2 separate regions of the Delphinus delphis genome follow, and region 2 is linked to region 1. The links are chromatin contacts, called in public Hi-C maps. All regions are on one chromosome and are shown on one strand. The core of a region is the stretch at or near the end of the contact, and the rest is flanking DNA. Distances in the headings are between cores, read along the strand shown. Region 1 holds the start of SMIM11 (small integral membrane protein 11). Region 2 holds the start of ATP5PO (ATP synthase peripheral stalk subunit OSCP).

Evidence for each region. A called contact is a pair of places that touch in the nucleus more often than the background predicts.
Region 2: a Hi-C map of lung shows a contact between it and region 1, with 6 times the contacts expected there. The contact joins the promoter of ATP5PO here to the promoter of SMIM11 in region 1. A contact is called at or near these places in 2 of 3 Hi-C or Micro-C datasets (lung and muscle).

What each region holds. Positions count from the first base shown.
Region 1 is chr4:10,718,346-10,722,091 of mDelDel1.2, forward strand. SMIM11 (small integral membrane protein 11) reads right to left here and starts at 2,173. Exons shown (of 4, transcript XM_060010343.1): 1 at 2,034-2,173.
Region 2 is chr4:11,148,772-11,152,517 of mDelDel1.2, forward strand. ATP5PO (ATP synthase peripheral stalk subunit OSCP) reads left to right here and starts at 1,982. Exons shown (of 7, transcript XM_060010349.1): 1 at 1,982-2,127; 2 at 3,321-3,371. The coding sequence starts at 2,092.

The DNA.
Region 1 (3,746 bases), core at 923-3,422:
GTAAATTAAAATGTTTAAGGTTGTGCAAATTTTATTTTTACAACTCATGCTTTTACTGAGTTGTCTGCAGATATAAGTAGACAGGTTTGGCTGTTCCCCACACATTTTCTGAGCCCAAATTACATACTCAGTGAATTGTATTAGGTAAGATATTAATTCCCAAGGTCAAGGACCTCGAGTAGGTCCAAAAAGGTTATGGGGAAATAAAAAGAACGCCCGGGGGTCTGGCCCTCTGGTAAACATGTACTATGTGACCTTGGATGAGTCACTGGGCCTCTAAGCCTCAGCTCCCTTGTCTGTAAATTCTCCTTCAAAGACTGGATCATGAACACTAAGCACCATGTTCCGCACATGAAAAGCACTGAACAAATTATCAACCATAACTGTTCTGATAAATACCTCTTTCCACTAATGGACATGTGAAGCTGCAGGACACAAGCAAGTGGCATCCAGGGCAACGTGTGACAGCAGGGTATAAAGCACCACCACTGGGCAAGCAGGAGAAATGGACTCTATTCTTGGTGGCACCAGTGCCAAGGCATGTGACCTGGGGCAAGCCATTAGCCTCTCTAAACCAAAGTGTTATCATTTTAAAAACCAGAACCCGAAGAACAACGCTGCAACACTGAAATGCCTAAGTCACCACTCTCTTTGATACCACAGAATCTGACTAAAAATATACTGGCAGCTGCCTCAACATCATATCTAGAGTGATAAAATTCAATCTCTTTAGGAAAGAAACATATTTAAAGTCCATGTGCAAAGTAGTGGAAGGGGTGCATTGAGGGTGGGAGATGAGAGGGCAAATCAATCAAACTCATCCCCACCCACTGCCTCCAAATGATAACTTTTCTCCATCTCCCTTAAATTACAGGCTCCAACTCAGCCATTCTTGTAGCACCCTGCAGGACTTCAGCAAATGAGAACAACTGAGAAAGCTAAAAATATTATCAGGCTATTTGCTCTGCTGCCATATGTACACCTGGTGCAATATTAGAACCAGGAGGCAGCTGGCATCTGAGGGCTGAACTGCAAAAGCCAACAAGACCGGGACAATTTTGAGAGGCATAAAATCTGTGAAGTGCAGGAAGTTTTAAGCTTCCCCTGGAACTATCCACCGTCTTAGCTTAAAACCCAAAAATAACAATGGCTTAGGAAGAAATAGTTCTCTTTCCTTCACTGCAAAAATATCCTGATTTCTCCTTTGCCAGATTTCTCCTAAAAAACAGAAGAGCCAGTGGCTTATTTTGATTAGGCCAATTACAGCAATATGGACAATGTGTAGTCCACAATTTTCTTCTTGGCACACCTAACACACCCAAGGGTCGGTCTGTCCCTGGGTGTCTCATTCCAGCCACTCATTAGGCTGTGTCCTTAGTTTGAATTGTCCGAAGCTGTTCTCATTCCCCGTCTCTACCGTTTTCACCCCAACACTTCACCCAGTCATCTGAAGTAGAGGTAGGTGCGGGGAGGAGAGGGTTCCAGTTGAACCTTGGGTATCACTTGGTCGACCTCTGAGCCCCACGCCCGGGTCAGCCGGGGTTCCCAGGGCGACGGGCTGAGCCTCGGCTCCTCCGTAGCCGGAGGGCCGGGCCAGGGTCCGCTACAGCCGCGATACCTGGGAGCAACGCCTGCCCCGCTCAGACCCGAGGATGAGGACCAAGGGCGACCACTGCTTCCCCGCCCCCCCCCCATTCTACAGAACATTCCAGGGCATTCGCTCGCCCCCAAATCTCTCTGGCGGGAACCACCTCTGGGTCCCCCCCTCGGCCTGCGTGCCAGCCTCAACACGCCGCCCCCGGCGCCGGATCCGCCGATCTCGCGGCGCCTGGACAACCTAGCCAGGTAGGACGCTCTGCGGGGGGAAGGGGGGGAACGTGACCGCTGTCAACCCCGCGGTCCCCGGGGGCCCGCTGGAGAGCGTCCTGCAGAGAAAGTGCAAAAGCGGGGCGAGCCGTCGAACTCCACAGCGCCCCCAAAGAGCTGCCGGGTCTCGGGTCAGGATTCGGCAGACACGGACCCCATCCACTTACAACTCCAGGCCACGGAAGATCCAGCTCGCCGCCACAACACGAACCACGACTCCCACAATGCCGCGAGAAAACTACATGTCCCAAAATGCACCGCTCCGCGCGCCGGCGCAGTGGGCTCCGGCCACCTCGGAGTGTGCGCCGCTGCTCGCGCCGGCGCAGTGGGCCCAGGCAGCCTGGGTGGGTGCGCTGCTCGTCGCGCATGCGTTTTGGGCAGGACGGCCTTCGTGGGGCCGTGACGTGGGTCACCTGGCGGAATCGGCCTGGCCCCGGGCAGGTTCTCGTTCTGAACTTACCTGAGCTGGAAGACGGCGGTCGGAGGGCGGGCGTCGCGGGGGCTCCTGCCGCTCAGCCGTCTCGCATCCCTGGACGCTCCTCGCTGTGTGCGACTGAGGGCACGTGGCTCCCCAGAAGTTTCCAAATTTAGCGTTCATGTTCTCTGTCCAAAATGCGTGTGTTTTCCCGTGGGATAGCAGTAGGGTGCCCGGTACTAGGTTCCCAGATTCCTTCATTCAACAAGCGCTTAGAAAACCGGAGCGGAGTTTGAGTCCATCAGTCCCTGCGGCACGGGAGGGCGCAGACTGGCCACCCTCCCCCCCACCCACCCAGTTCAAGGATATCGAGAGGGAGGTTCACAGACTTCTTACTACGTGCTTGGCTCGCCATTTTTTGGTTGAGGAAACTGAGGCAAGGGAAGATGATGTGGCCGGCGCAAGACAACGTGTGAATTGGAGTGGCAAAATCTAGATTTGAACCCAGGCAGGCTAACTCCGAACCCCATTGGGACATCTTGGTGCTGGTGAAGAACGAAATGTTACGGAGTGCAGAGGAAAGGACAAACTGGAGGATTGGGGAGAGGGGGGTTAGTTCTGTCAACAAGTGAAGTTTTCCTGGAGAAAGTAACTAAAATAGCTTTGTTCTAAGCACTTTGTGGCAATTTTCTAATTGAAGTCTCCTAACAGGCCTATAAAGGACATAATATGCCTGTAACCACTTCACAGATGAGGAAATGGAGACACAAACTGATTAAATTGTCCAGGGATCGGGCTTCCCTGGTGGCGCAGTGGTTGAGAGTCCGCCTGCCGATGCAGGGGACACGGGTTCGTGCCCCGGTCCGGGAAGATCCCACATGCCGCAGAGTAGCTGGGCCCGTGAGCCATGGCCGCTGAGCCTGCGCGTCCGGAGCCTGTGCTCCGCAGCGGGAGAGACCACAACCGTGAGAGGCCCGCGCACCGAAAAAAAAAATTGTCCAGGGTTTTAAAACCAGCAAGCTCCAGAGCTGGGGTCTGACTATGGGTAATCTGGGGCTAGACTCTCTCAGGGCAGCCACTATAGTCCATAGGTTCCTTTTCAAATCGCTTCTGATCTATGCTGTAAGAAGTAAATGGGGCTCAGGTCATTTGGAGCCAGTAGACCAAGCAGAAGGAACTCTAAAAGCAAACGGGGTGGAAAAGAAAACTAGCAAGTTGTTTGAACTGGAATTTTCAGTTGCCAGGTTGAAAGTGGCAAGCCTGGGTTTGGTGGAAATTGATGCTGGAGTGACAAACGGGGGCAAGTGGCAGCAACTGTATACCCAGAATGCTCGTAAACATTGGGCATTTCTCCCATTCCCCAAAAGTAAAGTTGATACTGATAACCATCTATGTTGGCCCCATATACTTTAGTGATGATAATAAAACATACTTAATTAGGAAAACCTAGGTTTTCCCCCCTTAA
Region 2 (3,746 bases), core at 732-3,231, 430 kb after region 1:
TTTCCTAGATGACCTGCCCAAACAGGATCCAAGAAGTTTCAGCACCTATAAAGCAGGGGAGTACCAGACTACTTACATCTTAGAGTTATCCTGAGACTCAAAATAAAAATGAAACCATACATGTGCAACCATTTGATAAACCCTAAAATTCAAACGACCACAAACTATTATTTTGGCAAAATGCAAAGGGCTGAAGTGAGATGGGGGTAAATACAAAGGAAATAGAGGGACTCTCCCTGTTGCTATGCAACCTTACCGCTTCCTTATAATTAATTATTAATGAGATAGTCTAGAATTTTCCAAGTATATTTGGCCCCAGAACTTTCGATTTGAATGACACTTAATAACACCCACACATTAGGAAACATGGGGTTTGTGGTTTGGTTCCACATAGAATACAAGATCTATGAAGGCAAGCACCTTGTCTTGTACCCTGCTGTACCTCCAGGGTATAGAAGAGCTGCCTGCACATAATAGGTGCTCAATAAAATGTGTTGCATAATGCATATACTTTCCATTAGACATGTTTGAAGACAGCCTCCCAAAAGAGTTTGCAGAGAAAAGTAAAACAAGGGTTTTTATGCACTGCTAGTGAAAGCATAAATTGGTTTAAAGTTTTGAAAAGAGCATGGCCTCATTCATCAAAGACTTTGAAAGTGCTCATACCCTCTCGCCAAGTTGTGCCAGCTCTGGAAATCTATTTGGAAGTTATCCTAAGGAAGAAGAAAAAAAAATTTGTGTCTAAAGATGCTCAGGAGATGAAGTGTTGTTTAAAATGGAGAGAAAGAAAAAGGCAACCATCTGAATTATGTTCAAAATTATTGAATGATTAAGTTACAGAATATAAAAACAAAATAGAGAATATTATTCAGTGCCAGTCTGTCAGACAATTGTTCTAAATCTATAGATAGATGGATAGATAGACAGATAGATATACAACTTGTTCATTTTTCCTAACAGCCCTAAGGTAGGTGCTATTCTAATACTCATAGATTAGAACACTGAAGCACAGAGAAGTTATATAATTGGGCCAAGGTCAATGAAAGGACTGGGATTCAAGCCTGGGCAGTCCAGGCTACTATCTGAAAAAATAATGGGAGACAACACACTCTGAGTGTTCGAAAAGAGGGCAATTACATCCCTTCTACTTTTCTGCATTTTAACAAGTTTATGTAATGATGAGAAACCTGCACTCAAAAAGGGTAAATTAAGGACTTAATCTGTGTTCCTATAATAGATCTGAGCAGAAAGACATCTTAATTGACCATAGGACCCCATTACTGCAGCCAGGAAACTCCAACCAACAGCCAACTCTTCTGTACACAAGAGAAAATTAGAGCAAATTCCATTTAGAGGGAAGTGGGTTGAAAATAGGTTGTTTTTATGAATGCAGAGAAACTAGCCAAAGCTAGTGTTGGGTTCTCAGTTTCAATGTCACACTTGCTCAAACACCAGTTCTATTTTTAGGTATGGTTCTCAGATAATCACTCTGCCTTACCCAGAAGGAAGTGTTTAAACACCAGAACCTCACGCGTCCGCACAAACCAAGAGGTCAGCGCTGTACTCAGGTGAGATGGGGCGGAGGTGGGATAGAGGTATGCAGGAGCAGTCACGGCCCAGGCACTGGGCACGTAGTGTCCGCTGCTGGAGCTGTAAGGCTCGGGGTTTATATATACATACAGCGCGAGGAACTGCGCTTGATCACCTTTTAGCGTGGTAGGAAGAAAGGGTAAACACGCTAATGATGCTAGTGATGAATGTGAAACGGAACAAATGCCACCGTACTTATCTAAATGGAAATTTTAAGCTAAGGGCACTATATCTATTCTACAATAAGGGTCACTTAGTAACTCTAGAATTTCATTTCCAGGTGCTGTCTGAGCCCACTAGTCCCAACCCCCAGACCTGTGGGTCCAGCCCTGACCACTCGCTTCTAAGGACTACAACTCCCAGTCTGAGGGAGATCCCTACGCATGCGGCCTGACGACCTACGCCTACATTTCCCAGCAGGCCGAGCGGCTACGCTGACGCACGCGTGCGCTCTTGGTCGCTTTTGCCAACTCTGGTTTGACCTACAGCCGCCAGGAGAAGATGGCCGCCCCGGTAGTGTCTGGGCTCTCCCTGCAGGTGAGAGAACGGAGGTCCTGAAAGCCAGCGGGAGAAGCCCTCCTGGGGTGACTCGTACCAGACCCCTAAGATCCACGGTTCCAGGCCGCAGCTGGGGAGCGTGGCCGCCGTTCAAGGTCGCGGGGCCAGGCGAGTGGGGGGCGACGCCAGGCTGCCTGGGCAGCCCCGCTTTCCCCCCGGGGTGCGCGCGGGCCGGTGGGCTTGGGGCTGCGCGTGTCCTACGTTGGCGTCCTGTGAGCACAGCCTCGAGAAGCAGCTGGTTTGAAGGGCACAGGTGAAGGGGGATCTCTCTATGTTGTGGTGGTCACACCTGGCTGGGGTCACCAGTAATGCTAAGGAATATTTGTAAAAACACATTTCACGTTTAAATAAAAAAGTGAGACCGAAAAGTTAAAATGAGTCGTCCTTGGCTGCTCAGCCAATAAGGGGTAGAGCTGAGATTCGAATCCACAGAGTTGGAAAGAAAATTCGTGCTCTTTATATTACATGATGCTTTACATATCATGACAGCGTACAGCTTCCGTAAGTTTTCCATAAGTGTTATAAAGTCTTTTAACCCTCACAACCGGTATAGTACACTTAGAGCTGGAATTATCTGAAGGTGACCTGTGCCTTTGCAGGTGCCTTTTAAACTCCGGATTCCAACTCTTGATAGACAAGCTACCATCTCAACAATATCAAGGTAGTATTTTGATAGACAAGGTACTAGGGCCTGTTCTCACATCGGACGGCTGGAGTACCCAAAGAATTCGTCTGTATTTTCAGATAGCATTTGGATTCTAAGAAGGTCCATCTCTTGCAGATCATGCCTGGAATCCTCCCACTTTTTATTAAAATCATGCTCGAGGGTGGTAATATAAATGCCGAAAATCTTGTTAACATTTTTGGAAGACACATTTCACCAAACTTAGTGTTTTCTCTCTCAGTGGTGTGCTTGCCTCAGCCTACTCCTAGGAAACCAGGAAGTTAGAAGTAGAAAAGATATTTCCCAAGCAACCTGGAATGATTTCCAGTGGGGAAATTTACTCCTAGGTAATAAAGAGCAGCTCACCCTCATGTAATCTATGTGATGATACAAGGACACATGAGAAGCGAATCATCTAGAGGTCATGTTTACTGTTTATTACTGCAGGTTTAAATGCAGGAATCCTTTAAGTAGTCTCATTTGGATCTACTTTCTCTTTGTTTTAAAGGTGCGATGCTTCAGTACATCTGTGGTCAGGCCGTTTGCCAAGCTTGTGAGGGTATGTCTTTTGTGATTGTAAAGCAGATAAATGTGTGTGAATCAGACAGCAGTACACTTAGGGGCATGGATTTTGTATAGTTACCCCTAAACCTTTCTGCATGATCTGTGGTTCCCCAAATATGATGGGGGTGGAGGGGCTAGGGGACGGAATAATGTTGAATGCCTGCCGTGGGACAGGCCTGTGCATAACCTTTAAGTAGCAGAATTTCTTAAAACCCGATAACAGTGATGGGAGGTAGCGGGTCTTCCCATTTTACAAAAAAGGAAACAGACTTTGGGAAAACTTGCCCAAGGTTATTCAGCTTAGTCTTTTTTTTTTTTTTTTTTTGCGGTATCCAGGCCTCTCACTGTTGTGGCCTCTCCCGCTGTGGAG